7 separate regions of the Mus musculus genome follow, and all the other regions are linked to region 1. The links are chromatin contacts, called in public promoter capture Hi-C maps. All regions are on one chromosome and are shown on one strand. Each heading gives the region's core, a stretch centred on a gene start, on an enhancer-like site or on the middle of the called end of the contact. The rest is flanking DNA. Distances are from core to core; before and after follow the strand shown. Region 1 holds the start of Zc3h6 (zinc finger CCCH type containing 6). Region 2 holds the start of Atrn (attractin). Region 3 holds the start of 1810024B03Rik (RIKEN cDNA 1810024B03 gene). Region 4 holds the start of Ciao1 (cytosolic iron-sulfur protein assembly 1). Region 5 holds the start of Itpa (inosine triphosphatase (nucleoside triphosphate pyrophosphatase)). Region 6 holds the start of Lzts3 (leucine zipper, putative tumor suppressor family member 3). Region 7 holds the start of Dusp2 (dual specificity phosphatase 2).

Region 1 (4,341 bases), core at 762-3,261:
AGAGGGTAACAAATGGCGAGGAAATACTCTTTGCGGATGATGGAAATGTTGTAGGTCTGAAAGGAAAGGTATCCTCGCAGTTGGGAGGCACAAAGTCACACAGTACAACAAACCTCACACAAGGGATTTATTGGGAGAGAAAACCGCAGGACTGCTGCCTCTGCTCAGGTGAGAAAACAGCCCCTGACTGAGCTGAAGGCAGGCCTTCCATAGGATTTCTTAGGGGGCGGAGCTGTCCAGTTTTCCAGGCTGAGGACTGTTGGGATTTCAAGTCCAGAGTTTGGTATTTTCAGGGATTGGTGAATTTTTCTGCTCAGGGATTTGTTGGTTTTCATGCTCAGGAACTGGTTTCTGTGACAAGCCAGGGACTAATGAGACTTCCTTTTCAGGGGGTGGCGGGATTTTTTTTTTTTTTCTTGTAGGGCACTTTCTTGGCCACTTTCATAGCTCAGGTTGCGAATGAATGACTGCAGTAGCCCTTAGAAGATGACCTTTAGGGCTGTTAGGGAAGTCTGGGTGCGGGGCCTGACTGCTTTGTGTTCAGCCAGCTGAGAGCTGTGGCTTTCCTGCCTTGAGGGTTTATAAAGTATATAAAGTTTACAAATAGAGTACACCACAGGGAATCCTTTCCTTGTGGCTTGAGTTGGCCTAGATAGCCAACAATTGGACCTTCCAAGTGTGTCAGTATGTTAATTTTGTCTGGAGGCAACATTTCAAAAGTTGTTTTTCTGAGTAAGCTAATGCCCAGAATTTATTTTGGTGTGCGTTTAAACTTCCAAACGAATTTGAAAACAGCAATACTCAAATGTGTACCAGTTCAAAGATTTTCTTTTTATTAAAAAAAAAAATCAAATTCAAATCCTAAATCATTATTTTAATGTCTAAGCAGAAAATGCAGTTGTGAAGAGCAGCTGTTACACCTCAAAAGCCTTTCACTGTTCCTAGTAAAACGATTAAATGAAGAGGCTTTACATTTTAGTTCCAAAAACTAATAATATTGCTTCTCTAGTTAAAACAGATGTGCCTTTTGAAAGTTTCCTATAATGGGCCGTGAAGATCTGTCAGGGTTCAAGTCTTGTCAATAGCTGCATTCAACTAAATAACTTTTTTTCTCTTTTCACATTTATCTAATCGCAATTGCTCTTTGAATGCACGTTATTTACACATCAAAGACAAAAGACGTCGTGTATTTAGAAATATTGGACATTTAAGCTTATCATTTTAATAAAAAAAATTAACTTTCCTTCAGAACTAAGTATACATTACTCATCATTTCAAGACTATTTCTGAAGGATATGGAAATACGTCTGAAGGCCATGGACATACGAAGAAATGAAGTCTTGTTCTTATGAAATACTCGAATGAATTCCACATCTAAACCGCTAACAGACACAAGATCATGTTTTAATTACCTCAATAGCTATTTTTAATCGTCAAGTAAGGACTGGGTGAATTTAGTATCAGAAAAAGTTGCATGGCAGGCAGTCTTCCTTACACTACGGAGACATAACAGCTACAAGTTTAAGGGCTTAAGGATGATTCCGAGTTCTTTCGGCAACAAAGAAAGCTTTTCTTTCTTTCTTTCTTTTTAACAAAGAAAACCGCCAGTCCTGGGTTCCTTTCTTTGTCGCGCAGTTAACGGTGGCGGGGTGGAGGGGGACAGTGTGATGAGTCCGGAACTCCAAAGCCTTAGACGACGAGTCTCGCAGGAACATCGAGAAATGGGCACAGAGGACCTGGTGGACACAGCAGGCCTGGCGGGGTGACCTGCCCCGCCCGATATAACTCCACGCGCCACCGAACCGCATCCCTGGCCTCACACCCATCAGATTGCTGCCTCCGCTGCCGCAGCGAGCGTATTAAAGGCCCGCCCCTGGAAGTGATTGACGGGCAGTTTCCTCCAATGGCTAGTGCGCTCGGCACCGGCGGGCTGGGAGAGGGCCGCGGCTCGCGGAGGAATTCCACTTGCCCTTTAGTCCCGGGCAAGGTGTTGCGGCCGGCGCCATTTTCTGAGCCGCCTGTTTCGGGTGCCGCCATGTTGGTGAGGAGAAATCACCGTTACGGCCACTGTCCAAATCCCCGCGTCGCTGCACGCCGCCCGCCGGCTCCCACGCCTCAGCCTCCGGCGGCGAATACAGACTAGAGCGGCAGCGCCGGCAGCGCGGGGCCGTTGCCCAGTCTTTGCAGTTAGAGCCCCATCTCTCTGGCGTTGGTTGTTAATAGACTGGAAAGTCTGTGTCTGTGTCGCTCACTAGTAACCGTGAGTTTTTACCACTTCGTCACCTGTCGGCGGCGGCCGGGGACAGGGTTGCCCGCAGGCGGCGCAGGGGTCCTCCCCGCGCCCCGCTGCCGCCGCCACCGCCGCCGCCGGCCTCCAGACCTGCCCTCCAGCCCCGCCCCGTTCTTGACCAAACATGACAGACTCTGAACATGCAGGGCACGACAGGTCGGGAACCCTTCTTGTCTGTCTTTCTGTCGGATGAGAGGAGGGGTCGGGGCGGCGGGAGCGGGCCGGGGCCGGGCGCCTCCTGCATGACTTAGACGTCTCTGTGTGGCTCCATCGGTTCCGTGACGCGCACCTTCGTCCACCGCCGCTGCCTGCCGGCCGCCGCGGGGGAGGCCGAAGCGGCCGCGCCCGCCTCCCGGAGCCGGGGTCGCCGTCGCTCTCGCCGCCCCGCCCCCGCCGGGCACGTGCGAGCCCCCCGCCCCTGGCCCGGCTCAGTCGTCGGCGCCACGCGGGCGGCGGCGCGGCTGCGGCCGCTGCCCGCCAGGCCAGTGACCGGCGTTGGCAGCCCCGTTGGAACCGGCCCCAAAAGCTCAGTAGTAGGCCTAGTGGATGTTTGCCTCCGACCCGAGTCTACCTCTGAAAATAAACATGTTTAGTTTTTTTTTTTTTTTTTTTTTTTTTTTTTTTGGAGGGGGTTGGGGAGTCTCTTTCCCTCCCATCCCCCACTCCCAGGCCATGTGTCTGCCGCAGTCCTATAACCTCCAGGAAAGTGAAATGGCAGTTTTTCATATTAAATACGTTAACACAAGTAGACTGCAGAGTTTTAGCTTTACCTGATTTCCTAGGTGCTAAATAAATATTTGACTATTTAGCTGAGATTCTCATTTTCCAGTTTTAGTTTTGTTGTGCTCTGAGAGGCACATTCTTAGCACCATTCAAAGGTTTGGTGGCATTTACAGAATATACTCTTGACATTGATAAACAAATTTTTAAAGGTGTCAGAGGAGGACTTTTATTAAAACTCCTGGTGCCAAATCTCATTCAGCTGATTCCTACTTAGAATATTGACTTGAAAGTGGACATCCTCACATTGCTTTGTGAATAGTCTCAGATACATTGTGTTCTAGTGTGGCCCATAAGACTTAAGAATTCCTGATAAATATCATATGCTTTTGATAAAGCATTACACTCACCTTCCTTCCCTAAATACAAAGGAAGCAAAACAAAACAACAACAACAAAAACCAACAAAAATCATTGAAATTTTAAATGCCAAAATATATGGCAACCTTGAAAGGGATTTAAAAAAATCCTAAGAACTTCACTAATGTAATGATAATTCTCTAGAAAGACATCAATGAAGCATGTAGCAAGGTTTAGATAGTAAAAAGTGCTCTTACATAAGTGCAGAAGCTTGCACTGGACATTTTTAATGATTTTTTAAAAAAGATGATACCTTTGTAGTTTCAGTGCTGTCAAATGGACCTAAGGACTCTTGTGTGATAGGCAAGTACTCTAACACTTGGCTACACTCATAGCCCAATATTGCCCTATTAAAAAAAGTTTAAAAGTGAAGGTCCTAGAATTAACTAATAATGTTGAGAAGTCTATTGATAAGCCAGTGACTTGATGTACTTAAAATTCATTAATATGAAAGGAAATCTCATGTTAGTGGATAGTGTAACTTGAATATGTAGAAATATGTATTTTACATAATAAAACGTGTCACCAAGTTTAGAAATCAAAATAATGCTTCTACAGAACAATGACACCATGGTTTTCTCTTACCCCCATCCCTTTTGAGAGGTGGTCTCCTTAGCCTTAGCTGGCCTAGAACTTGATATGTAGACCAGTCTGTCTTAGAACTCAAAAAGATCAGCCTGTCTATGCCTACAGAGTGCTGGATTAAAGGTGTGCACTGCCATGCCTGGCTGCTATCAGACTTTGAAAAGAGTTTGAGGTCCAGTGTGGTAATACATACCTGTAATCCAACACTCAGGCTGAGACAAGAAGGTGGCATGTTCATGGCAGCCTGCCCTACACAACAAACCCTGGGTTTTTTAGAAAGTAGAATTTGAAGTTTTAAAATACTGACTTAGAAGTTAAAATGAAACT
Region 2 (4,341 bases), core at 1,007-3,506, 1.9 Mb after region 1:
AAACAGGAGCGGGGGCCGTGGGGAGAGGGGGAGAGGCGGGCACGGGGATAGGTGAGATTCAATAGGAGACGTTGTAACTGTGTAGTCTACCACATGACCATGGTAGGTCCATGTCTCCTGCTTCCTTCTTTCATCATATACAGCCGTATGTAGAACACAGTAGAGGAGAAAGAGAAAAGACAAAGAAATGAACAAATGTGAAGACTGGAATCTGGTTTGGAGCCCTGGGATAGCTGGGGTGAGGCTGCTGTGTATGCAGTTCAGCTCTACCAGGCCTTCAGGGGATGCAGAGTGAGCAAGGTCAGGGCCTGCGCTGGACACTGGTGTCTGACTATGGGTGCACTCCAATTCTCTACTCCCAGGTTAATCAGAGAGGTTTCATACATGTATGTGAGGTTTTCTTTGTTTTCCAGGACCAGGTGCCCAAACTCTCAAGTACCTGCATAAGTATACTCTGCACAGCCCAAGATTATGAGGCAAAGTTCTGATTAGCCTCTCTAAAGCAGGCTGAAACATTGCTTGAAAGAGCAATGGGCCTCTCACTGGATGAGACACAGGAAAGATTTGTTCCTATTTAGATAATGTAGACTTGATGAGAAATCTTGCTTGTCAACTTGACTGTATCTGGGATCAACAACAACACAAGCACATAGGCATTCTTGGGAAGAACTGGTTTTTCTTTTTAAGACTAGGATTCTCTATGTAGCCCTGGCTGTTCTGGAATTCACTCTGTAGACCAGGCTGGCCTCACAGAGATCCACCTGCCTCTGCCTCTCAAGTGCTGGGATTAAAGGTGTGGGCCACCATTTCTTGGGCATGAAGAATTGTCTTAATCAGATTACCTGAAGCAGGAAGACTCATTCTAAATCTGTGTAGCACTTTCTCATGGCAGATAAGAGGACAGAGAAGAAGAAACTTTGCTTTCTGTCTGCTTGTTCTTATTCTTGGAGGGAAGGTCATCTATCAAGTTTCTGCAGCGTTACCTCACTGATATTAGAACTGACTTCTTTGGATCAGCAGTGAGATCTCCAGGAATCTTTTAGGACTCCAGCACCGAATTGGGACTGTGGAGTCCAGTCTTGTGGATCAAGCACCTTTCTAGGGTGGGACAGCCATTGTTGAACTACTTGGACTGCATCCTGTAAGCCAACTAAATAGATCTCTATCTATCTATCTATCTATCTATCTATTCTTTTAGTGGAACAACTCAGATGGCTAAAACAACCCATATGGCTTCTTCACTCAGTGACTGTTCTTCCAGCTATAAGCTTACCAGATTCATTTGCCTGGGACCTTTTCTCTCCATATGACCTCTGTATGAATCTTTCCAAGGTGGAAGAGCAGGAGAATCCCAGGACAACAAATAAACAAATACCTCCCAAACCAGACCAAGCAACAAAAGAAACAAAAAATAAGATCAGAGCTGGAACTGACACGTTATCTCTTTACCATATCCTTCTATCGGTTTAATATAGTCAAGGTCCAGCGTACATTCCAGGGTAGTGGCCCATACAAGGTTATGCTATTGGGAAGTATGTATCATTGGGAGTAGGAGAGGCACTGGCGTTAGCAAGAAGGGTGTGCAAGCTGAGAGCGCTCCCGGTAATTCTGGGCTGTTCTTTCTTCAGAGAATATGGATAGGTCGTGGGGTACAAGATAATGCTAAACTTCTCCTGCAGAATTTAAGGTACACATAGACATGGTCTGCCACTGGTTCAATCCGCTCGCTATCAAGGAAAGCCTGGCTGTGTGTGCATTCAGTCAGTTACACATCTATTCATATGCAGGTGCTTAATTAACACACGTGCCATTTTGTTATCCCTAGTTTAGAAACGCGAATGCAGTAAGTACTACTTCTTCAGGTCTCAGCTAGCAACACACGACATCATTAGCCTTTTGGGTCCGGTTTCTCACCAAAATGGAGTTGGGGTTATAAGCTGAGCTTTGGAGGCGTCCAAAGGGTAACACTTACCACAGTCAGCTTGTCTAGCAGAGCCAGGCAGCCACTGTAAGGAGGTACTGGCTAACTCGTCGTAGCGCGGTGCGGAAAGCAAAGAGCCTCCGTAGACTAGGCGATGTTCATCCGCGCTAAGACCCTGGCATTGAGCAGGTCTACATGCTGGGCACGCCGGAAGACCACGGCCCTGGTCCCGCCCCCGCGCATGCCAGCCCCGCCCCTGCCCGACGCACAGCGGGAGCCCCGCCTTGGATATGGACCCGCCGGGCCACCGTCGCCCGGCCCCGCCTAGCACGGCCAGGCGAAGGGGAGCCGGCGTGCGGGGTGTGTATGTGTTCGCTGGGCGCCGGCTCAGCCCCAGGAAGATGGTGGCGGTGGCGGCGGCGGCGGCGACTGAGGCGCGGCTGAGGGGGAGCACGACGGCGACAGCAGCGCCTGCGGGCAGGAAGGGCAGGCAGCACCGACCCTGCACCGCGACAGGGGCCTGGAGGCCGGGACCGCGCGCCCGGCTGTGTCTACCGCGGGTGCTGTCGCGGGCGCTGCCCCCGCCGCCGCTGCTGCCGCTGCTCTTTTCGCTGCTGCTGCTGCCGCTGCCCCGGGAGGCCGAGGCCGCTGCGGTGGCGGCGGCGGTGTCGGGCTCGGCCGCAGCCGAGGCCAAGGAATGTGACCGGCCGTGTGTCAACGGCGGCCGCTGCAACCCTGGCACCGGCCAGTGCGTCTGCCCCACGGGCTGGGTGGGCGAGCAATGCCAGCACTGCGGGGGCCGCTTCAGGTGAGTGCGGGTGGGGAGTGCAGGCCCAGCCTGATGTTCCAGGCCCAAGGCAGGTGCAGGGCTTGAAATCGCGAGGGTAGAATTTGCCCCACTGTGTTTGATGATGGCTTGCCTCCTGGAGGGATGTTCATTTGGTGGCCTTCGGGTCTGCCTGTGGTGGAAGATTGAGAAGGAACGGGAACACTCGGGAGGCATTTGTTGCTGTGGGTTAGATGTGGGTCCTGAAGAGTATAAAAGCCCACCTCGAAAACGGGCTTATTTAGGATAAATGAGGTATCAAGGAAACGGTGAGTGAGTGAGTTCTTCAGCACTTGCCTTTGACCAGCCCAAGAGATTGGAGATATGTGTGTCTGGAAGAAGTACAGCCGAGGAAGTGACATGTTGGGTGAAAATAGAAGGTAAGGCTGGGTTGTAAGATTTCAGGGATAAAAGTACCATTGGTTGTTGTTCCAAGGAAAGTGAAGAAACTAGTTTTTGGATCCTCACTGTTGGCCTATTGGAACGGGGTTGTCTAGAGAGGAGAATCCTATTAGCCCTAGATTCTCCACAACATGCAGTTGGCTTGGTTTGGGGCAGAACCTCTTGGAGAGATCACTTTTTAATTAGCTTTTATCTATTATTTGCTTCTGTTGTGAGAGAATTTTTGGATAATGCACACAGGTAGATCCATCATCCAGAGTTTGATGTGGTCCACAAGAAGTTAGGAACACAGCAAGGGGAAGTTATAAGACCTACAGTGTCATCCATATCTCAGGCAGATATTTGTTGACTGGGTTCCCCATTTGACGTGGGAAAGTGAGGGAATGTGAACGTGGCGTAGGATTGATTCTTGCTCCAATTGATCTTATGTTCTAGTGAGGGCTGACAGGCAGTCAACACGTAACTAGGCAAAAGGAATGAGCAGGATAATTTCAGATAGTGGTAAATGCTAAAAGCAAAATACAAACAGGTGGTCGGTCTTCCAGGATTCCGATAAGTGGTGACATTAGAAGCCACCCATTTGAGTGTCATTTGATCTGAGTGAGGCCTGAACCTGGCATAAGAGAACCTGTGGAAATGAAGGGGCAGAGAGTGTGTGACTGGCTAGCAGTAAGCAGAGAAGTCTCGGAGGAGGAGGAGGAGGAGGTGACATTGAATTTGAGCATGTGAGGTTAAGTAGGATTTGCAAGCGTGAAGTTGGGGAGAAGAATTCCAAATGGAAAAAAAAAGCTGCAGACATAGTGGTAGAGTCCAGAAGGTGGAGTTTTGCCAGTGCCCCTGTAGTAGAAGAGAGTTGTAAGGGAGAAGCTTGGAATGTTAAAGTAATAGATCTCTGTTAGATCTTCTAGGGGACTCAGAGATCAGTGGCAAGATGAACTCTTAAGTTTTACAATGGAGAAACCAAGGAACCTCAGCACCAGTGTTTCGGGGGTTGGTCTAATAGTTTAGCGTGTTGTGATTTTAGGCTTCGAGATACAGTGGTAAACAAGTTGTATGTAATTTTATTCTTGTAGAACTTAACTTTTCGTTTGGGAGTAAAAAATACCATAATGGAGCTGGAGAGCTGGCTCAGTGGTTAAGAGTACTTGTTGCTCTTGCAGAGGACTGGGGTTAGGTTCCCAGCACCTACATG
Region 3 (4,341 bases), core at 1,320-3,819, 1.8 Mb before region 1:
ATGATAAGAAATCTAAAGGTGCTCACTGCATCAGAGGCCACAGAAAAATGAAACGGGAGAACTGATTTCATAGAGTTGTCCTCTGATCACTACACGTACACCGTGGCACTTGCACCCCACCACACAAGTCACCCTGTCTTGCACAAATCATACATATATACACCCATTAAATTTAAATAACAGTAATCTTAATTTTAGTGAAACTACATATGAGGAAGATATTATCTCTCACCATGCTTTTGTTGTAGTTACTTGCTTATCTACATGTTTTTCCTTAAACTAACTCTCCAACCTTAAATAATGAAAAAAAAAATAGGGCTGGAAAGATGGCTCTGCTGTTACGAGCATTTGTCGCTCCTGCAGAGTACCTAGGCCCAATTCCCAGCACCCACATGGCAGTTGACAACTATAACTCTAGTTACAGGGGCCCTGGTGCCCCTTTGTGACCTCCCCACACAACAGAAAATACAAGTAAATATTTTAAAAATAGAGGCTGGTGAGATGGCTCAGTGGGTAAGAGCACCCGACTGCTCTTCCAAAGGTCTGGAGTTCAAATCCCAGCAACCACATGGTGGCTCACAACCATCTGTAATGAGATCTGACGCCCTCTTCTGGAGTGTCTGAAGACAGCTACAGTGTATTTACATATAATAAATAAATAAATAAATATTTTAAAAAATATATTTTAAAAATATTATCCAAAGGGGATAAAGAGGTGGCTCAATGGTTAAGATCACTGACTGCTCTTCCAGAGGTCCTGAGTTCAATTCCCAGCAACCACATAGTAGCTCACAACCATCTGTAATAGGATCTGGTGCCCCCTTCTGGTGTGTCTGAAGAGAGCGATGTTTGCAGTTACGTAGAATAAATAAATAAATAGAAAAAAATTATAATTTTTAAAGTTATTCAAGACTGTCAACACTTTCATAAAATAATTCTCTTATTTTCAGTATAACATTCAGTTTTTAAATTGACAAGGGCACTGGGCGTGGTGGCGCACACCTTTAATCCCAGCACTTGGGAGGCAGAGGCAGGCAGATTTCTGAGTTCGAGGCCAGCCTGGTCTACAAAGTGAGTTCCAGGACAGCCAAGGCTACACAGAGAAACCCTGTCTCGAAAAACCAAAAAAAAAAAAAAAAAAATTGACAAGGGCTTATTTTATATCTTCCAAGTGGAACTCCATTTGGGAAGGTAACTATATTTGAAATGCAAATTCTTAGACCCCCTAAACGATAAAACTTCTTCCTACTAATAAAGAAGAAAAAAAGTAAATGAGTCCAACCTAGGGTTACTATGCTGCTCTTACTGTTAAATATGATAAGGTACAGCTTGTCACAACCATCCATAGCTGCAGCCACGGTGTTTATGAGTTGGAGGCAGGGGGATCAAGAGTGCAAGAGAAGTCTCTGGATAGCAAGTTTGAAGCCTGCCTGGACTCCAGGAGATCTTTTCTCAAAAACCAGATAAGGGCTAGAGAGATGGCTTAATGGTTATGAACACTGGCTGCTCTTTGAGAAGACCTGGGTTCCAACCCCTCCACACACATGGCAACTCACAACCTATCTGCAGCTCCAGTCTCAGGGGATCTGACACCCTCTTTTGGACTTCGTGGAAGTCTGCATGTAATGATACACAAACATACATGTAGCCCAAACACCTATCTACATAGAATAAAATGTAAATGATAAACCAAACAATAAAAAAAAATTGCCAGCAAAATGGCTGGGTGGATTAGGACACAGACTTAAGGTTCACTCGTGCTTATTAAATATCAAGGGAAAGCAGAACTCACTGTTTTGCTTTCAGTGTTGTGTAGAGAATTATGAAAAGACTAAATACCACCTTTACATAAAAGGTACCACTACTGCTGAATAAAACTGAATAGTAATTCCATACATATTATTTATTTTTCATATATTTCTTTAGTAAAACATTCGTGTCACATTGAGGAGGACAAAGTTATACATATGCTGTAATCCGCACACCTAAAGTCCTGACAGGCTGTGACAAAAGATTGGGCACAAATAGTTCTTCCTCTACCGTCAGTCAGCTGACACAGGGGAGAGTCTTGCGGAAAGGGGTTTGGGGTAGAAATCCAGTCGGTTACTAGAACTAGGTACATGCTAACTTGCTTTTTTTTTTTTTTTTTTTTTTTTTGTCTTTTTGTTGTTGTTTTGGTTTTTTGTTTGTTTTGTTTTGTTTTTCGAGACAAGGTTTCTCTGTGTAGCTCTGGCTGTCCTGGAACTCACTTTGTAGACCAGGCTGGCCTCGAACTCAGAAATCCACTACCTCTGCCTCCCGAGTGCTGGGATTAAAGGAATGCGCCACCATGCCTGTCTTGCTAACTTGCTTGAACCTTCAGCTTCCTTATCCCTTAGTTTCCGTTTGCCTGCATGTCTGCCTGCCTCACAGGATGGCTGGTATGAGAAACCAAAAGAATTACAGAAAGGGACTTTCAACATACGCTTAGGGGTTGGGCCTTGGCTCTGTCGCAGGTAGAGATGCCTGGAACCACAATTTGCACGCGCGTGTGTCTCGTCGGTCAATGGAATCCTTGACCCGGATGTACTACTGTACATCTCCGCAAACCCCGCCCAGAAGCAGTGGTTAGTAACCGGAAAGTCTCACGTTTAGCGGGCGTCCCGGAAGCGGAAGCAAGTCCGTTTCTTTTCTCCGTCCCTTACGTTCGTCCTGCGTTGTACCTGTTGTGCCAGGGCGGTTCGCTGAAGCGGTTCGGAGCGTGAAGAAGAGTGGAACCCTGAGTTCCCGGAGCATCAGCAGCCATGGCGGATGTGACTGCCCGCAGTTTGCAGTACGAGTACAAGGCGGTGCGTGTGGTCTCGAAGGACCGGTGCAGACAGGGGAGGTCGTGGACAGCCACGGACACTTGAGCGGGAGATCAGAGCTGGGTGAAGGATGGATTAAAACACGAAGGAAAAACCCCGTGGAATTTGGGGCGCTTGAGAATTTAGGAGTTGGGTTTTCCCCAGCCCCCTCAGCGCTAAACTCGCACCTTCTTCTCTTTACCCGCAATGTGCCCAACATTTTACCCAAATGTGGGCTGTTGTGGATGCTCTTAGGAGCGCTGGTCGTTCACCTTCTCAGACAGCAATAGTGCTCGCGCATCGTGTAATGCTATGTTATTTCTTCTTAAGAGCATGATTTTTTTTTTATTCCACTGTTTTCCCATCATCTGCTGTCACTGTAATAACAGGATTCAAAACTATACATATCAAAGTTTTGATAAAGTATGATCTTTTCAGAACTCAAATCTTGTGCTCCAAGCTGACCGCTCTCTCATTGACCGGACCCGCCGGGATGAACCGACGGGAGAGGTTCTGTCCCTGGTTGGGAAGTTGGAGGGAACCCGAATGGGAGATAAGGCTCAACGGACCAAACCACAGATGCAGGAAGAAAGACGGGCCAAGTAAGTACTAAGGGGATGCTGGATGCTATTTTTCCATCTAATGTAAAGCCCATCTTTAGCATTAGAGCAGTAGTTTTACTCAAGTTTATATGGAAGATGAGTGGTGTGTGCACAACAACCAAGGTTTAGAGCTTCTTTGGATTTAGGTGTAATGAAGTGGAACAAAATCTATTGATACCTTTTACTGACTCGTTTCTGATTCATAGATGTTAATTTTCTTCCGGTTATCTTTTTAAAAGATCTGTTTTATTTTTAATTACGTGCATGTGTATGTTCGTGTGGGTTTGTGCACACGTATGCAGATGCCTGTGTGGAGGCCAGAGAGGGTTTGAGAGTCCCTGGAGCTAGAGTTACAGGAGGTTTTGAGTTACCCAGTGTGGGGCTAAGAACTGAACTTGGGTCCTCTTGGAAAGCAGTACTGGGGTGAACAACTCGACTCTTCTCTCCAGCCCCATCCCCGACTGTTTTCAGGACTTGAGTTAATCTCCTCTCTGTAATTCACCTCCACCATGTTGTTACAAGCTTCTCTCCCCAACCCTTCTCTCCTTTTGTTGCCCAGCACTTCCTGATGATTTCTGTTGTCTTTTCATGTTGGTGGGTTCATTTCAAAAGTTAAATACTACTTACTTTATTTTGCCTGCCTTGCTTTTCTTTTCTCTTCTTCTCTTTTCTTTTCTCTTCTTTTCTTTCTTCAGAACAGAGTATCTTGCTCTGTAGACCAGGCTGGCCTTAAACTCAGAGATCCACCAGCCTCTGTTTCCTGAGCACTGGGATTGGAATTAAAAGTCCTGTGCCACCACCTCCCGGAAAATTGTGTTTTCTTTCCCCTCCGTCCCTCTCTCTCTCCCCTTTTAAAAAATATTTATTTTATGTATATGAGTACACTATAGCTCATCTTCAGACTGTAGCTGCCT
Region 4 (4,341 bases), core at 565-3,064, 1.7 Mb before region 1:
AGTGGCACTATTAGGAGGTGTGGCCTTGTTGGAGGAAATACGTCACTTTGTGGGTAGACTTTGAGACCCTCTCCTAGCAGCCTGGATCAAGATGCAGAACTCTCAGCTCCCTCTCCAGCACCATGTCTGCCTGCATGCTGTCATGCTTCCTGCTACGATGAAAGTGGACTAAACCTCTGAATCTGTAAGCCAGACTCAGTTATATGTTTCCCTTTATAAGAGTTGTCTTGGTCATGGTGTCTCTTCACAGCAATCAAACCCAAACTAAGATACAATGGTTCCCATATCAAACCCTGTCAGAGCAGGACAGTCCCAGCGATCCCTCTAAGAACAAGAGTGGTTCTGAAGAGTGGAGGCAGGCTGGGCACAAACCTCCACAGCAGGTTCTTTCCCACCCTGTCTCACTCTTACCTCCTGGCTCGGGTGCCAAACCACGTGCTTAACGTCCTGCGTATGAGAGCTGAGGACACTGACACACTCATACTCATCCTCTTCATCAACTGTGGGAGGAACAAATTAGACCCAGAGGTGACCAGTCAGGGACAAAGCTGAAAGCCAGCGAGCTGGTTTCCTGCTGTACCCAGAGGCACCTAGACTCACCTTCCCAGACCCACACGCTCTTATCTCTGCTGCAGGTAGCCAAGAGGTTGCCAGATGGGGCCCAAGCCACTGACTTGACCTCATTTTCATGGCCCTCAAGAGTGGTCACACACTGGAAAGGGAAAGGATATTGAGTTAATGGCAGCTAAGAGTCCTAAGCCCTAGTAAAATATCTAAGAGAGCAGTTTTGTTGTTGTTTGAGAAAGGGTTTCATTCTATAGCAGGATGACCTTGGTGGACTTACAGCAATCATCCTGCTTCAGTGTCCCAAATGCTGGCATTACAGTCATGAACTACCATACTCAGCTACTATTTCTATAGTGTAGAAATTAAGTTAAGGCTGTAACTAATATGACCAAGCCCTGGGGTGCAAACAGGTAATAAACTGCTCCCATCCAACCTGTTTACCTCAAAGTCATCCTGGTTCTTCTTCCAAATACAAGTGGTGGCATCAAAGCTGGCAGATGCCAGGTAATTTCCACACGGGGACCAGGCCACTTTCCTAACGGTGCGCTGATGGCCTTCAGAAAGGACAGACTTGCAAATCCAGCTGTCACCTGCAAGCAGAGAACAGGCTAGGCTTTGGAGCGCCATCGATGCCATTCACTAAGTAGTACTTTAAGTGGGACCCTGTTGCTGGGACAAAGTCAGTCACCATTATTACTACGATGCAACCGATCAAGATTCTGAAACTGTTAAACTGCTCTTCAGGCGACTTTCCTCATTTTTCTACCTCAGCAAATATCCCAGTTCCCGCAGCAAATATCCCAGTTCCCGCAACAATTCCAGCCTCTGTTGACGCTGGCACACTCCTTCCCCGACACTTTTCAGAGTAGTGTTTTCCTCGGCACCAGGGCCACAAAGCCAAGCCAGGCCTTACCCTCGGTGCCCCAGATGCGAATTTTACGGTCGCCTCCGCAGGAAGCCAACAGGGTCCCCGAGGGGTTCCAGGCCAGGAACCAGCAGCGGGAATCCGGGTGCGCCGGGACGCGGCTCTGCAGTACCAGAGAATCTTTCATGGCGACTGTTTTAGGGTAAGGAGAGCACACCGAGAGAAGCAACGCGCCAAACGCGCTGGGCACTATAGAACCTTGAGACCGTCAGATGTACAGCTTCTGCAAAATATGTCGCCCTAGGAATTGACGTGCCCGCTGTTGACGCCGCGTGACCTTCTGGGACTTGTAGTCACTCCCCTCATCCTCCGTAACTGGAAGCCTCGCGGGACAGTCCGGAACTACCAGTACCCTGATGCCCTGCGCAAGAACAAGCGGCGCGCGCACACAGTGACGCGCACGGAGGGCAGGGCGGAGGGCCGGAGAAGAAGGAGGCGGGGGTGGGGTGGGGTTGGAGGAAGCCGGAAGTGCATCGGCCAGGGTCCGTCTGGGCGTTGCGGGTTTGGGGCCTGGGATCGTTTGGCCCGGGCAGCTAAGAAGCCTGTGACCGGGCGGAGCGGCGCCATCCCAGCCCTGAGGCCTGCTGACCGGTGAGGAGCAGGGACTAGAGTAGGGAGGGTTACTGAGGCTTAGGTCGCACCCCAAAGTGCGGATTCCCGATCTCGGCGGCCCAGCTGCATCCTCCGCCCCTCAGCACCCCTCTGTCTGATAACCCTGGTCCAAGTCTCCTCCGGTCCCCTTGCCAGTAGCCGATCCCCTCCCCCGGCCCCCCAGTACCTCCGCCCGTTCATCCTGGCATGTCTACAGCCAATGTAGTCCCCTGCCATCTCCGAGCCCTGATCCAGCACCCCTCATCCAGAGCCCTCGGTCCCCGCCCCCCGAATTCCCGCAGTCCTTTGGTCTGTGCTCAGCCCTGGGTCCCACCCCGCAGTCTCTGGTGCGGGCCCTGACAGCTCCGGGCCAGCCGCCCATTGCGTTGCTCTCCACCTGGGTACAGACAGGCTCTGCGCGCCCCGCTGAGGTCGGCGGCCACCACCAACGACCGCAGAGCTACAGCGGGCAGCCCCGGGCATGTATGCCCCTGGAGGTGCCGGGCTGCCGGGAGGGCGCCGGCGGAGAAGCCCGGGAAGCAGCGCTCTTCCCAAGCAGCCGGAGCGGAGCCTGGCCTCGGCCCTGCCTGGCGCCCTGTCCATCACAGCGCTGTGCACTGCCCTCGCGGAGCCCGCTTGGTTGCACATCCATGGAGGCACCTGTTCCCGCCAGGAGCTGGGGGTCTCGGACGTGCTGGGCTATGTAAACCCGGATCTGCTAAAAGGTGAGAGCGCTGAGCTCCTGCTCTCTTGGCTTGAGGGGCGGTGCAGAACAGATATGAGGCTGGCTGAAGTATAGATAGCCAGAGGCAGTCATTTGTCAAAGGAAACAGCCCCATTCTTGCTTGGTGTTCATGCCCACCAGGTGGCTCTGTTTGGGGGTCTAGCCTCTCATTAATTTTGATGTTATTCAGCCAAGCACCTACTCCTCACCGTCATGCTAATCCAAACTGCTGCTATTTTAGGTTTCTGCCAGAGGTAGGTAGAAGAAAAAAGGGTGTTTGTCAGGTATTACAATTAGCCTCCCCTTTCTAACGGACATGTGAGATGCAGAATAGTCGTTTGGGGCAGCTCGATCGATGGAGAAATCAGAACTGTTAATGTGACCAATTGTAAAAGACATTTTAGTATTCTATGATAATTGGATTTACAATAGAGGGGACTTGTGGCATCCCAGGTCATCAGATATCAGTTCTATTAACACCTTCAACAGTTGAAACTTGGTTTTCCATGCCTTTACAGGTATGCCATATTAAGACGGTTGCTTTATTCATCAACAGATTTCCCAGACTAGCAGGCAGAAGAAAGCATCTGGTCTGTTTATTGGATGAGATAGGAGTCTAGGGCTTAGAGGAGGGCCTGACTCAGGAGCCTCCTAGCTCCTCCTCGGTTTCTAGGAGTGAGGAGAAAGGCTGTGCAGTATGAAAGCAGAAATGTCCTTCCTGATTTTAAACATAAAAGTGGTCAGTGGGACCCAATGGTCACATCTTGTTGCCTTCAAGTCCTTTGAACTAGTCTCAAAAGTCCTCACCTTTCTTCTTTGACACTCTTTAGTTCTAGTATGTTCCTATTAGATATGTGCAAGGTGTCTCATGAATGGCTCAGGCCCTAGGATTTGGTGAAAAGGTCAGCGCCCCCCTCTGCATTGAAATAAAAACCCTGCTGTAGGTCTATGCTGAGAAGCCCTATCCTGTCACCTGGTGGTGTCTTTGGAGGTGAGTTCTTGAACAACTTGCTTCTCTTTGCATATTTGCACATTCAAGACTTTAGGATGGTTTTTTATAGAAAACAGGATGAAAGCTTCTGGTTGAGATATTTTTTACCCTCTTCCTGAGTTTGTCTCTTTAAGACCAAGATTGGGGCTGGTGAGATGGCTCAGTGGGTAAGAGCACCCGACTGCTCTTCCGAAGGTCCGAAGTTCAAATCCCAGCAACCACATCGTGGCTCACAACCATCCGTAATGAGATCTGACTCCCTCTTCTGGAGGGTCTGAAGACAGTTACAGCGTACTTACATGTAATCAATAAATAAATAAACCTTAAAAAAAAAAAAGACCAAGATTATAGGCTGGCTAGAGGTGTTCTTTAGCATATACCTGATGGCGCAAAGGCTGTGGAGTTTGAATCTGGATGCCTTTCCATTTCTTTGTGCTCACCTTCATTCAGGCCTTGTGGCTTTGATACCATGGTGTTTCTGTTTCAGGAGCTGAGTGTCACCACAAACTGGGAAAGAGTTTATGATGCTTGTCCTTTGCGGGT
Region 5 (4,341 bases), core at 771-3,270, 1.7 Mb after region 1:
CCTGGAACTCACTCTGTAGACCAGGCTGACCTCGAACTCAGAAATCCACCTGCCTCTGCCTCCCAAGTGCTGGGATTAAAGGCGTGTGCCACCACACCTGGCTGGCTTCTTAACAAATGTTATTTTATATGTGATATATATATATATATATATATGTATATTAATTACCTGGCCTATATATGTAATATATATGCTTATATGTGATTATATATATATATAAAATCTAGTACCTGTTCTCTCTCTCTCTCTCTCTCTCTATATATATATATATACATATATATATATATATATATATATATATATATATATTTGTGTGTGTTTGTGACTTCTTGGATGTTAAATGCCTCAGCTTCTCTCTCTCTCTCTCTCTCTCTCTCTCTAACCTTTGCTTTAAAAACCTCTACTTCTCCACTTTTCTGAGGATTCCCTTTAACTTCATGAAAGAGAGAGACAAGTGACATGCAGGAAGGGCCATGTTACTCAGCCCAGCCTTTCCCAGCCAACTCTAATGAACCACAGGTCCTCAAAAAATAACACCATCGAGGGGCAGTGAAGAGGACACTATGATCTGTCTCCAAAGACACTGTATACAGCAAAGCTTCTGAATTGTGTAACACGCAATATTAAGGTCACGAGCAAAGATTTGAGGAGAACATAGCTTTGGCTACTCTGTGAGGACAGCTCTAGAGTTTAAGAAAAACTCATTAGTGGGCTGGGTATGTGGCTCAGTGGTACAGTGCTTGCCTAAGTCCCATAAGCCCCTTAAGTAAGTTGCATCTATATAACAATACCCAAGGCTGTACAAGGTTAATAACATTAAGCTAAACAGCCAGGCTTGATTAGGATTCTATTGTTTGTGTGTGTGATTCTGGGGGCCAAACCCAGGACCTTGGTCATGCTATGCAAATGTTCTACCATCAAGCTACATCCCTGACACCATATATAGCCCAGGCTAGCCTTTAATTCATGATCTTCCTGCTTTAATCTCAGTGCTGGGATTATAAATGGCCACACTTCCAGCTAGCACCCTGTACTTTTGTTTTGTTTTTTGTTTTTCGAGACAGGGTTTCTCTGTATAGCCCTGGCTGTCCTGGAACTCACTTTGTAGACCAGGCTGACCTCGAACTCAGAAATCCACCTGCCTCTGCCTCCCGAGTGCTGGGATTAAAGGCGTGCGCCACCATGCTCGGCTTTTTTTTTTTTTTAAGATGTTTTTTATATGTATGAGTGTTTAGCTGCTCGTATGTGCGCTGCATTATATATGCCTAGTGCCTTCAGAAACCAGAAGAGGGCAATGCATTCCCAGGAACTGGAGTTACAGACAACTGAAAACCACCATGTGGTGCTGGGAACACAACTAACTCTGGAAGAGCAGTCATGTACTTAACCGCTTGGCCATCTCTCCAGCTTGAGCTTACAACTTTCAGAGAACCTAGGCTCAGTTCCCAACATCCACACCAGGCAGCTCAAAAGCACTTGTAACTCCAGTTTCAGGGAATGCGACACCCTCTTCTTGAAGGGGCTCATGCACTCACAGGGTAGGGCTAAGAGGGTCACTCATCTTCCTTGGTGTGTTCCCAATGCAAAGGCTGAGGTGACGGAATAGAGAAGGGATAGGGTTAGCTGGGCAAGAAAAAAGGAGTCGAAACACTAGCTATCAAGCCTAACACGTAAAAGACTGCTTGGTTATGCTGTCTTAAGTTCGCAGTGAGGTTCGGATAGACTCCCAGGCTTACAGCCCTTGTCTAAAAGATAGTCTTTCTCAACAGAGTTGGAGGTGCCGGAGGGGCGCCACCACAGCCGACACCCGTCAGGGCGCGGGTTCTTGGCTCCCCGGAGTTGCTTAGCAGAGGATCTGCGCGCTGATAGACCTCTCCACCCCTCAGCGCGTCCCAAGCGCCTCAGACACAGGCTGCGGGATGCTCATCTGCCGCGGCTGCCACCTCCCGGATGTTGGCAGCAGTAGCCGGAGGCAAGCTTCAGGCATCCGATAGGGCCGGAAACCGAGCTACCTACTTCCGCCTCCGGCCGGAAGTACCTTCCCGGCAAAGGGTTACTGGGCATTCTGGACCGTAACCCTCGCTTGCAATGGCTGCGTCTTTGGTCGGGAAGAAGATCGTGTTTGTGACGGGAAACGCCAAGAAGCTGGAGGAGGTGTTGTGGGGTGTGGAGACTGTCTCGGAGGCGGGTGGTGATTGGGCTGCTGGGCTTTCACCAGGGATGCACGGGAGAGAAGGCGGGAAACGAGGCTACGAGTTGTAGCCTCGGGGAGTGTGGGGTTTGCCCCTGGCTGTGTTGAAGGTCTGGGCTTGGGGAGAGACCGCCGTGGAGTGTGGCGCCTTGAGGGTCAGAGGAATTTTTTTTTTATATATATAATCATTATTTTGGAGATAATGACTCGTGTAGTCCAGGCTAGTCTGACCCTGTTGTGTAGCCAGAACTGACTTTATTCTCTTGACCCTCCTGGCTTCCGAATTCTGGGGCTGCACGCATGCTCCACCTCACGAGTTTTTTAGATGAGCTGGTAAAGTCAGCAGGCTATAGGAGCTGGAGTAGTGACATGTGTGACAAAGATAAATTACCCCTGAAGCCCTAGATTTTAAACCTGAGTTCAGACACCTCCCCTCCTGAAAAGCAGTGTGTGTGTGTGGGGGGGGGGTAATGGAGGGATGTTGATCCAAATTGAGTATAGTTCCATCTACCCTTCCATATCTGAGATGTGTAATACCTCATAAGAATCATGGCTGACATGAATGAGGAAAGGCACTTGCCAGTCAAGACTGACCTGAGTTCAATCCCCAGGACACATGGGAAAGCCAGATGTGTGTAGCAGCACACTTCTGTAACTCCTCAAGATGGGAGGGAGAGGCTGAAGAATCCTCAAAGCTTGAAAGCTAGCCAACTTGAGGTACCCATAGCAGCAGAAATGCTGCCTACCAATTCACTGCATTCTTAAACTGAGGACAAAGGGACCTTTAATCCAAGTTACACCAGGCAAATGTTCCTCTTTCTGCCATTTTTTCATGACAACCTGATAATCCAAAACTGGCTATAGTGAACCTTTTATTCTGCTTGCTTTGGGACATAAAGCTAGTCTAAAAGTATGCTTGGCAGCGCTTCCTGAAATGAACACATCTCAGTATGTGTTTTCCAGAATCCCATGCTGTGGTCATCATATCCTCCTCCATCTGCCTCTCTCTAAAGCATGAGGCACTCACAGGCGTTTCTTAGTAGGGTTTGGCACGGTAGCTCTGACAAGGTTTCACTTTCTGGGAGAATAACACTGTTGTGTTATAGATAAAAGTCAGCAGTAGAAAGACTCGGGTTTAAAAAAAAAAAAAAAAGAATCATGGCTGACCACAGTATAACAAAAGGCAGGTTAACAAAAGAAAAATGTGACAAGTTTGTCAAAACTCTACATGCTACAGCTTTTAGAACAAAGACCCAGAGGCTTTATTTAATTTTCTTCTGACTTTGGATCTAACCCAGGACTTAAAGCCAATGATTATCTTCCTCCTTATTCCCTCGTGACAGAGTCTCAAACCTAGAGTGTGCTCTTTGGTGGGGTAGCAAGCTCAAGCAATCCGCCTGTCTCTGCCTCCTCCGGGGCTGAGGTTACAGGTAGCACGACTGTCCCAGACTTTTATGTGGTGCAAGGGACCAGAACTTAGGTCACCGTGCTTGTGTTGGCGAGTGCTCTTCCCATTGAGTCACTACCACAGCACAACATGCCCAGTTAAAAAATTAACTTACTTTATGAGTTTGCATATATGTCTGTGCCTGTGGAGACCTGGAGAGGGCGTTGGATCTGCTGAGACTGGAGTTACAGATGGTTGTGAGCCACCCTGTGGGTGTTAGGAACCAAATTGGGGTTCTCTGTAAGGGCAACAGGTGTCCTTAACCACTGAGCCATCTCTCGAGCCCCATGTCTCCCCTCCCCCATCTCTTGAAAAAGGGACTCTCTACCTGAGTTGGCCTTGAACTTCTGATCTTCCCTCCCTTTAACCTGCCTAGGGACAAGGATTTGGAATGACAGGTGCAGCACTTTCCTGACTGCAACTCAGAAGTTTCCTTCCACCTCCCTGCCCTTAAAAAAGTATTTTAATTATGTTTATGTGTTGGGGGTGGGGCATGGGGCCAGAGAGTGGCTTTAGGAGTTGGTTCTCTTCTTGCACCATGGCTTACTTGACAAGTTCAGGCTTTCAGGCCTGTGAATGCAGTAAGGGCTTTTTACCTGCTGCACCATCTTGATGGCCCCCTCCCTCCTTTCTTTCCAAGATAGGCTCTTGGTGTACCGCCTTGGCTGGCCTTGAACGTACAGTCTTCCTATGGAAATAGAAA
Region 6 (4,341 bases), core at 1,154-3,653, 1.7 Mb after region 1:
TATACTGAGGTAGAGTCTAGTCTAGGCTGCATGAGATTGTGCCTCCAAAAACAAACAGCGGAAAATAGAATAATTAATCAACAGGCTGGGGAGATGGCTCAGTAAGACTGCCTGCTGCGCGAGCATGGTTACCTGAGTCTGAATCCCCAGAAGCCACCTAAAAAGCCAGTGACACTGGTGCCTGTAACCACAGTGCTATGGAGGGCTGAGACTGGAGGATCTCAGAGAGTTGCTTGCTGCCAGCCTAGCTCTGGCTTCAGTGAGAGACTCTCAAGGGAATGAAGCAGGCAGAGACAGAGCAGAACACCCATGATCTTGCTGTGTGTGCATATACATACATTTCCCCAAAATCCAAACAACATTTTGATAGGAATTAAAAATTAGATAGCAACACTGAAGGCAGGCACCTCCAGGGAAACAAGGCAGAACACTAGCAAGGGAACTGCACCAGAGGCTGCAGAGGAAGGAGCAAACACCAGGAGTGAGCATGTTGACTGAGTGACAGGGGTAACATGGTGAGTGTTTGGGAAGATCTTTATAAACTGCGAAGTGCACACCCTTTCTGAGTGCCAAGGAACCAGAGTTTGGAGGGGGTCACATGTCACTGCATCACTCTGCTTCAGTCGAGCCTTCTCAGGTTCTTGGGGTCCTAGACATTGTCCTGAGGCTCCCTTCTCAGGTTCTATGTGAGGACAGCTTTGCAGTCAACCCATAGGCAATTCCCACAGAGTTCCTTGCCACAGTTCTAACCTGCCAACGTCAACATCTTATAGCCACTCCCTGCCCCTTGCCTCTTCCAACCTCAGGCTCCTGCAAATTCTTTCCTCAAAACCTTGGTAGAGTTGGAAGGACAAGGAGTGGAATCTCTTTCCCTGGCAAGTAGGAACTGAGGGGAGAGGAGGGGCTGAGAGCCCTCTTTAGGACTTGAGGCTTGAGGAGGACTGCCCTAGGTGACAGTGTGATCTGCAAGGGCAGTTGAACCGCATCACTCTGGGATGATAGCCTGTTGCCTGAGCCTGCCTCCATTTCTGTTCTATCAACCCTCAGTGCCTGTGACATTACAATACTAGCAGTCAGAGGGGCCAAATGGACTCTGGCTAAACCCTTCCCCGAGCAGGGTCAAGGGCCTTAGAATTCCTGCAGCATCAGCTCCAGGTGTAAATCACAGCTCAGCTACGAAACCTCAAGCAGACTCAAATTCTCACACCTACCTTACAGCGATTTTTTAAAAAGGAAACGGATTATGTGTAAAATCCATGGTATTCTTTTTGGCACCCACAACCAAGTAGAGTTTGTAGCAGAGTCTCTAAGGCCTCTCTTGATATCCACCCTGTATTTCTCCTGAAAGCAGCTCTTCACTCCACACATGACCTCTTCTCAGCTCTCTGCCCAGCCTACATTCTTCTGGAACCAGTCCAAATACTCCTCAGCATCCTTGGTACCCAAGAGGTCTTGGAGCACTTAGCTCAGGATGACCCAGGGAGATTTCACTGTGAGCCTTCCCCATTGGAAGCCTGTGTTACCCCAGGGGTCTCTGGACCCCCCCCCCCCGGCATCATGAAAATGCAAGGCCAATACTTGTGGGGATGTTGGTTATGAGCAATGTCAATAGGAAATGAATGCAGACATAGAAACAAGGAAAAGCTTCCAGGAAGGATTAAGGGAAGGGATTCAGGGAGCAGAACTTCTTGGTTGGGATGTGTGAGGGGAGATTCATCTTCCCTTGGAAATGTGGGCACCTGCAGGGGAAGAGGCCCATCCCCTAGATCCTGACTCTGATGAAGCCAGTGCTTCAGTGCTGAAGGTACTGACAGCACACCCCCACCCACCCGCTCACACAGGAGCCTGCCTCAGCTGTGCATGTGTGTGTCAGAGTGTGTGGGGGGGGAGGGGGAGGGTCGCCATTCACTAGCACATAGACCCCAGCCACAAAATCTCTGCAAAGGTGCCACAGAGGTCTCCGCGGTTGGAGAAATTCCACCCATACCTCCCTCGGTTCTCCACCAACGCGCGTGGCCCCCGGGGGGGGGCGGGGTGCAGAGAGAAGAGGTGACATAATCCGGGCCGCACCCCCTCCGGCCGCCACCCCCCCCTCCCCGCGCGCCGGTTGAAGCGTCCATGACATCATCGGCCTCATCCCCCCCCAGCTCCCCGGTACCCTAGCAGCGGGACGCGCCCCCTCCCCAGCTTCCCACCGGCCAGAAGCAGCGAGCGATGCAGCGGGCATGGTGACCTGAGGGAGAACCTGGAGGGGCACCCCGGCAGGCCTGTATCACTTACTCACTGCCTCAGAGTCCGGCGCAGAGGCTCAGACACCGGCGCTAGCTGTCCCGCTCTCTGGCGCAGCCCGAAGCCCGCCCCACAGGGCGCGCGGCGCGGCCGGGCTCTGCTCTTGGCCCCTCCCGCCCCGCGCCCGGCCCGCCCACCAGCGGCTGCGGCAAACGCGGGCCCGCCCTCCGGCCACGCCCCCGGGACCCGCCAATCCTGGACGGGGGTGGGACTCGGTGCCTTAACCCCTTTGGTCGCTGAGCGCCGGCCCGCCTGCCCAAAAGGCTGGGTGGCAGATACTCGGCCTCAGTCCGTTAGCCACTGTACCAAATTCTTGGGGTCAATCCCCAATTTCTGTCCTACCAGAAATCCAGCAAATTCCTACTCTCTTTGAACCCCGTATCTGGGTGTATGAGCCCTTTGGTTTATGGACAACCTTGTTTGGACTCTAGATTCAACTCCTGCACCAGCTATTCCCTGTGCAGCAGATGTCCTAAATCCTTCAAATATGGGACTGGACAGATGGCTTAGTGGTCAAGGGCACTGGCTGCTCTTCCATAGAACCTGGGTTTAATTCGCAGCACCCACATGATAACTAGTTACAAGGGATTGGACACCTTCTGGCCTCTGCAGGTGCTGCACAAACATATGGTCGAAACAACCATACACTGAATTAAAAAATAATTAAGGGGGGGGAAAAAAACCAAAAAACCCTGAAGAGCCTTCAAACCTACAAGATGCGGGGGTGTGAAGGCACCTGTGACTATGATCTAGGTGGAGGCAAGAGCCAATAAATTGACCAATTTAAAACTTGACGCTACAGGAAATTTGTATTTTATACCTTGTGCCCCGTGCCTGCTGTAAAACTAACAAACCCCATCCTAAAAAGAGATTGAGTAAAGACTTTATCTTTGACTCAGATCAACACCTTGGCAAGTGCAGGTGGCATACACTAAAGGGGTTGCCAGCTGCCCAGGAAAACTTCCTAAAGGAAGCACTCAGCCTTCAACTATGCCCTTGGTCTGATCAGTATGAGGAAGCAAGCTAGGCCCAGGCTTCCGCCTTAGCAAAAGGCTGTAGGTTGTGATTGTGATAACTGATGAGTTTAGCCATCCTATGACATAGGACTATGTCATAGATTTTAATTTTTTTTGCCTTTTTAAACAATTGTTTTTATTTCCTATAGTGAATTTAATGAATTCCTGTTTTCAGTTCTAATGATTGCTTTTAAATGTATTAAGTAAATGCCTTTAATCCCAGAACTTGAGAGACAGAGGCAGGGTCTCTGAGACCGATTCTAACCTGGTCTACAGATCGAGTTCCAAGACAGCCAGGGCTACATAGAGAAAAACACTGTCTCAAAAAACCAAAACCAAAACCCAAAACCCAAACCAAACCAAACCAAAAAACCAAAAAGCCAACCAACCAAAAAAACCAATCAACCAATCCAAATAAGGAAGTATATTAAATAAACTAAGATCTTATTGTCATTAGCCAATGACAGATCATTTATATATTCTACAACTCTGTGAACTGAGTGTCATGGAAATGTGATGATCCTCATGGTTTGTGGCCACCATATTACAAGATATTCATTTAGGTCAGAGAGGTAACGTGTCATCCTTGTTTTAAGCAGATGAGTCCAGCTTTGCTACCCCTTTCAGTGAGAAGAGGATGAGAAGAGAACAGAATATGGGAAGAATCCCCAGGAGACATTTTCTTTTCCTCCTCCTCCTCCTCCTCCTCCTCCTCCTCCTCCTCCTCCTCCTCCTCCTCCTCTTTTTCCCTGAGGCAGGGTCTCTCTATAGAGGCATGGCTGTATGGGAACTCACCATCTAGACCAGGCCTCAAATTCAGAGACACCTGACGGCCTCTGCCTACCAAGTACTGGGGTTAGAGGTCTGTGCTACCAGGCAAGAGAAAGTTTTGATTGGCCCACAACAACATGTATTTCGAGACGTTATTGTGAGGGATTTTGTTTGTTTGGTTGGTTGGTTTTTTTCTCTGTATAGCTCTGGCTATCCTAGAACTCACTCTGTAGACCAGGCTGGCCTCGAACTCAGAAATCCACCT
Region 7 (4,341 bases), core at 1,078-3,577, 1.6 Mb before region 1:
ACCTGAGCCTCAAACTCACTTGTTAGGTCTGTTCTGTAACAGCCAGGCCATGAACAACCTTAAACAGAAACCAACCGTGTGGTCACTTACTGTCTAGTGAAGAGGCACTTGGCAGCCTGTGCCAGCAGCCATCCTGGCTGGGGCCCCATCTCATGTTATCCCCAGCCGATGTCCAGAGTCCTATCTCCTCTTGGCAGGCTTCCAGCGAATGGTTCTGGACAAACAGGGTCCTGAGGAGGTAGCAAGGGGTGGCAGACAACCTACAGATGACTCATTGGTGGCGGCATTGGGGGGTGGGGATCTTCAGTCAGAACAGGAGCTGGGGAGGGATGTGGGCTCTTCTACCCCAGCCTTGGACTTTCATCAGGTGTTGAAGGTGGGGGTTTCCCCCTGATTTGGGACTCCAGCAGAAGATGAAGGCAAGCTCCTCTTTTATGGTTCAGTTTGGCTTCTTTGAGTTCATCTGTGTTTGTCAGAGCTGAAAAGGGTACCACGCCAAGGACAGTGGCTTTGGGGTGTATGTGTGACAGATCCGCATTGGCTCATATGCAAAGACTGAGGCACCCAGCAGACTCTGAGGGACACACTCTCACCCTGCCAGGGGGCCCAGCAGCTCAGTTCAGCACTGGAGTCAGGGGCTGGAGTTTCCCACAAAGCTAAGTTGATTTCACTCCTGCTGCAGGGACCTCAGCTAGCAGGGCCTCCCCTCTTCTCCACAGCTGGAAGGCTGTGGCTCCAGGCATGGCAGGTGACTCTGTTCAGCAAGACTAGACATGATGGTCCCCCTCCATGCTCTGTAATTTGTCCCTGGAATCAGCCATTAAGTCATCTGTGAGGCTGATGCCAAGGATAAGAGCCCCCTATCAGCTTCAGGGATCTATGGTCCAGACTCCCTGGCTGGGCTGCCAGTTGTGCTGTATCAGCCTCCAGACAGGCTTGGTGGGAAGGGACCCAGGCTGTGGCCCTGGAACCAACTTGCATGACCGTGCCACTGAGACACAAGTCCATGACTCCTGGTCCAGGAGTCCTCGTAGCTCTCCCTGGCATTCTGTATCCCCCACAAGCCCCAAGTTCCCCAAATCAAGAGGAAAGGCATAATATTTTGCTCGAGCACCTATATACCTACCATACCTTATGTTAGGGGTCCCCACAGGTTCTAGCCACAGGCCTCCAAGAAACAAAGGATCTGCAGGGATGCTGGAAGGGTCTTAGTAAAGGCAGAGGATTGGCTCAGGGCAATAAAGATTTGGGAGGCTGGGTTCTGAACACTGTCCCCACCCGCCTGCTTCAGTTCAGCCACCTACCAACTTTCTCGCCCCCAACGCAGGAGTGTCCCGGGGGGCCCACGTGCAGCTGGGCCTCACCACATCCGGGAGGGGGGGGCGGGCAGGCACTTGAGTGGGGGAGCACAGAATGGCTGTGAGTTACCCAGTTTTTCATTCTTACAGTTTGGTGTGGGACCAGGGCCTGTCCCAGAGGGGTTTGTAGCTCCTAAGGGGTCGGAAGGGAACAGGTTCTGTGAATAGTCCTTCTTCCCCTGAAATTCCCGCCAGGCCTGGCTATGCCCTGGGAGAGCCCAGCATCGTCAACAGAGTTCCTCTTTAGCCCTGGCCTGTGGCATGGGAACTACTTCTTTTTAGGCTCTTGGGGGTTTCCCTGGGCCCCTGGGGAAAGAAACTGTCCCAGTCATAAGAGGAAACTCGTCACAGGCCCCTGCGCCCCTTCCCCATTAAAGCCCCTCCCACCCCACCCCACCCCCGCCCCTGCCCCAGGGCTTTGGCTTTCCAGGACTCCTCCACCTGGGCCTGGGCCTGACATGGGAGAATAGGACAATTTCCTGACGGTTGGTGTCTTTCCTAATAGTGTATCATTATGGGTAGCAACAGGTAATTTGTCCATTTTTGCTATCGAAATTCCTAGAATGAAAACCCTGGGAGAAAATGGGAAAAGTGAGGAAGCTGAAGACCTGAGTAACTCAAAGGCTCGGTGCAGCTGAGAGCTGAGTTCCTAAGCACTTAGTGGCTTGAAGCCTGGCAAAGAGTGGGGAGCACTGGGGCATATACACTGGAGAGACGTGGGTGGGGCCTCTAGACTCCAGGCCGACACTTGTCACGGTCTGGTTCCCAGTTTCTTCCCCCGCGTGTCCCTCCCCCTGATGCCCCGCCCCACCCACCCCCTGTCCGCTCAGGGAGCCCCGGGGGCGGCCCAGCCAGAGTCCCACGTGAAGCCGCGGGGGCGGGCACCGGCGCCTTCCTGCTCTACCCTTGTATGGTGACCCGAGGGGCCAGCCCTCGAGTATTTAAGCCCGGGCTCGACGAAGAGCCCCCAGAACCGTCAGCTCCCGCCACACAGACACCGCGCCGCCGGAGCCGAGGGAGAGGACATCCGGAAGCAGGAGGCTTTGCGATGCCGATCGCCATGGGGCTGGAGACGGCGTGCGAGCTAGAGTGCGCGGCGCTGGGCGCGCTGCTGCGGGAGCCGCGGGAGGCCGAGCGCACGCTGCTGCTCGACTGCCGCCCGTTCCTGGCCTTCTGCCGGAGCCACGTGCGCGCCGCGCGACCGGTGCCCTGGAACGCGCTGCTGCGGCGGCGTGCGCGCGGCACCCCCGCCGCTGCCCTCGCCTGTCTGTTGCCCGACCGCGCACTCCGGGCGCGCCTGGGCCGCGGGGAGCTGGCCCGTGCCGTGGTGCTGGATGAAAGCAGCGCGTCTGTGGCCGAGCTCCCGCCGGACGGCCCCGCTCACCTGCTGCTAGCCGCACTGCAGCACGAGATGCGCGGGGGACCCACGACCGTGTGCTTCTTGCGAGGTGAGCCCGCGCCCCGCGCCCTGCGCCCTTCGCCCCTTCTCCCATGTTCCGCGCCCCGCGCTCTTAGCCCCTTGTCCCACGTTCCGTGCCCCGTTCCCGACCTCTTGGCTAATCATACCCTTTCTTGTCTTTCCCACAGGCGGTTTCAAAAGCTTCCAGACGTACTGTCCGGATCTGTGCTCTGAAGCTCCTGCCCAGGCCCTGCCTCCTGCTGGGGCCGAAAATAGCAACTCTGACCCGAGGGTTCCGATCTATGACCAGGTGAGTTGATATTCGAATTTGTTGTCTTCATTGTGCATTCTAGAGGGATGCCTCTGGAGAACGCCAGTGGGGAAAGACAGGGGTGTGTTCCAATATACATTCCCAGATGTGGAGAGTGTTTGTGTGACCTGCAAATGGTGTGAACGTGTATATATCCTCATACAGACTTTAAGGCATATGTGGCACAAAGTGTCTGAACATATGTCCCCTTGTGGCCTCAAGACTTTTAATTCTGTCCTTGGTCAGAAGGCCTAGAGCTTCTCTTGTTTCTAGCCAATCCAAGATGTCTGGATCAAGCCCTCCAGCACAAGGCTGAGTGAGGTCTCACCACCGTCCCCTTCCTCCTCCAGGGTGGTCCTGTGGAAATCTTGCCCTACCTGTACTTGGGCAGCTGCAACCACTCCTCAGATCTTCAGGGCCTGCAGGCCTGCGGCATCACAGCAGTTCTCAATGTCTCTGCCAGCTGCCCCAACCACTTTGAGGGTCTTTTCCATTACAAGAGCATTCCAGTAGAAGATAACCAGATGGTGGAGATAAGTGCCTGGTTCCAGGAGGCTATCAGCTTCATAGGTAGGGGAGCCTCAGCCCAGGGTTCTGTGGGAACTGTAGGGGAGAAGGTACAGGCACCTGATTCCTCTGTCCACCTTCCTGTCTGACTCTCGGCTCCACATTTCTTTTTCAGACTCGGTGAAGAATAGTGGGGGCCGGGTGCTGGTGCACTGCCAAGCTGGCATCTCTCGCTCAGCCACCATCTGCCTGGCATACCTGATTCAGAGCCACCGGGTACGGCTGGACGAGGCCTTTGACTTTGTTAAGCAACGTCGGGGAGTCATCTCCCCCAACTTCAGTTTCATGGGGCAGCTGCTACAGCTGGAGACCCAGGTGCTGTGTCACTGAGGCAAAGCCCAGCCTGGCCCCACCCACAGCTCTGGCTTTGACTGACTCCTGGGGGAAGCTGCTGTGGCCCAGCTCCTCCCTCCTCATCTTGCCGTCCCACTGGGGTGCTAGGAAATCCAGGATGACGGCTGCTCTGATATGGTGCTCTTCTGAGGTGGCATAAGGGCTGGCCCTTATTTGCTCTCCCTCCTTCGACTTGCAGAAATTAATTTAATTAATTAATTTACTATATTAAAGCCCTTGGTCACCCAAGGGCTCAGAAAACAAGCTGTGACAAGCAGAAACCATGTCTAGGGGTGTGCAGCCCTTGACCCAAAGCTTAAGCCTTGTGCTCCCAGGGGAGCCAGGAAGTGACGTGTGTGTCATGTTACGGACAT

The links. Promoter capture Hi-C pulls out the DNA fragments that hold promoters and counts their contacts.
Region 2: a promoter capture Hi-C map of pre-B cells shows a contact between it and region 1, with 2.2 times the contacts expected there. The contact joins the promoter of Atrn here to the promoter of Zc3h6 in region 1. A contact is called at or near these places in 2 of 39 promoter capture datasets (the C10 cell line and pre-B cells) and 1 of 9 other capture datasets (liver).
Region 3: a contact with region 1 is called in a promoter capture Hi-C map of pre-B cells, with 4 times the contacts expected there. The contact joins the promoter of 1810024B03Rik here to the promoter of Zc3h6 in region 1. A contact is called at or near these places in 1 of 39 promoter capture datasets (pre-B cells) and 1 of 9 other capture datasets (liver).
Region 4: a contact with region 1 is called in a promoter capture Hi-C map of pre-B cells, with 3 times the contacts expected there. The contact joins the promoter of Ciao1 here to the promoter of Zc3h6 in region 1. A contact is called at or near these places in 3 of 39 promoter capture datasets (hippocampal neurons, neutrophils and pre-B cells) and 1 of 9 other capture datasets (adipose tissue).
Region 5: a contact with region 1 is called in a promoter capture Hi-C map of liver, with 5 times the contacts expected there. The contact joins the promoter of Itpa here to the promoter of Zc3h6 in region 1. A contact is called at or near these places in 4 of 39 promoter capture datasets (the C10 cell line, liver and pre-B cells) and 1 of 115 datasets of contacts at active chromatin or transcription factors (astrocytes).
Region 6: a promoter capture Hi-C map of pre-B cells shows a contact between it and region 1, with 2.9 times the contacts expected there. The contact joins the promoter of Lzts3 here to the promoter of Zc3h6 in region 1. A contact is called at or near these places in 4 of 39 promoter capture datasets (the 3T3-L1 cell line, cranial neural crest, liver and 1 more).
Region 7: a promoter capture Hi-C map of pre-B cells shows a contact between it and region 1, with 4 times the contacts expected there. The contact joins the promoter of Dusp2 here to the promoter of Zc3h6 in region 1. A contact is called at or near these places in 5 of 39 promoter capture datasets (the C10 cell line, hematopoietic stem and progenitor cells, hippocampal neurons and 2 more).

What each region holds. Positions count from the first base shown.
Region 1 is chr2:128,965,391-128,969,731 of GRCm38.p6, forward strand. It overlaps Zc3h6 (zinc finger CCCH type containing 6), which reads left to right and starts at 2,012. Exons shown (of 12, transcript NM_178404.3): 1 at 2,012-2,446. The coding sequence starts at 2,415.
Region 2 is chr2:130,904,239-130,908,579 of GRCm38.p6, forward strand. It overlaps Atrn (attractin), which reads left to right and starts at 2,257. Exons shown (of 29, transcript NM_009730.3): 1 at 2,257-2,729. The coding sequence starts at 2,323. A730017L22Rik (RIKEN cDNA A730017L22 gene) reads right to left here and starts at 2,158. Exons shown (of 3, transcript NR_015523.2): 1 at 1,973-2,158.
Region 3 is chr2:127,205,711-127,210,051 of GRCm38.p6, forward strand. It overlaps 1810024B03Rik (RIKEN cDNA 1810024B03 gene), which reads right to left and starts at 2,570. Exons shown (of 2, transcript NM_198630.2): 1 at 2,465-2,570. Snrnp200 (small nuclear ribonucleoprotein 200 (U5)) reads left to right here and starts at 2,676. Exons shown (of 45, transcript NM_177214.5): 1 at 2,676-2,828; 2 at 3,264-3,427. The coding sequence starts at 2,784.
Region 4 is chr2:127,246,002-127,250,342 of GRCm38.p6, forward strand. It overlaps Ciao1 (cytosolic iron-sulfur protein assembly 1), which reads right to left and starts at 1,815. Exons shown (of 7, transcript NM_025296.4): 1 at 1,481-1,815; 2 at 1,009-1,157; 3 at 601-712; 4 at 412-500. The coding sequence starts at 1,619. Tmem127 (transmembrane protein 127) reads left to right here and starts at 1,947. Exons shown (of 4, transcript NM_175145.4): 1 at 1,947-2,083; 2 at 2,491-2,808. The coding sequence starts at 2,565.
Region 5 is chr2:130,665,782-130,670,122 of GRCm38.p6, forward strand. It overlaps Itpa (inosine triphosphatase (nucleoside triphosphate pyrophosphatase)), which reads left to right and starts at 2,021. Exons shown (of 8, transcript NM_025922.3): 1 at 2,021-2,154. The coding sequence starts at 2,089.
Region 6 is chr2:130,640,441-130,644,781 of GRCm38.p6, forward strand. It overlaps Lzts3 (leucine zipper, putative tumor suppressor family member 3), which reads right to left and starts at 2,404. Exons shown (of 5, transcript NM_197945.4): 1 at 2,281-2,404. The region is part of intron 2 of Gm52563 (a long non-coding RNA gene); the gene reads left to right.
Region 7 is chr2:127,333,832-127,338,172 of GRCm38.p6, forward strand. Dusp2 (dual specificity phosphatase 2) reads left to right here and starts at 2,328. Exons shown (of 4, transcript NM_010090.2): 1 at 2,328-2,806; 2 at 2,946-3,067; 3 at 3,418-3,637; 4 at 3,750-4,341. The coding sequence starts at 2,407. The coding sequence ends at 3,964. It overlaps Gm46762 (a long non-coding RNA gene), which reads right to left and starts at 1,720. Exons shown (of 3, transcript XR_003953899.1): 1 at 91-1,720.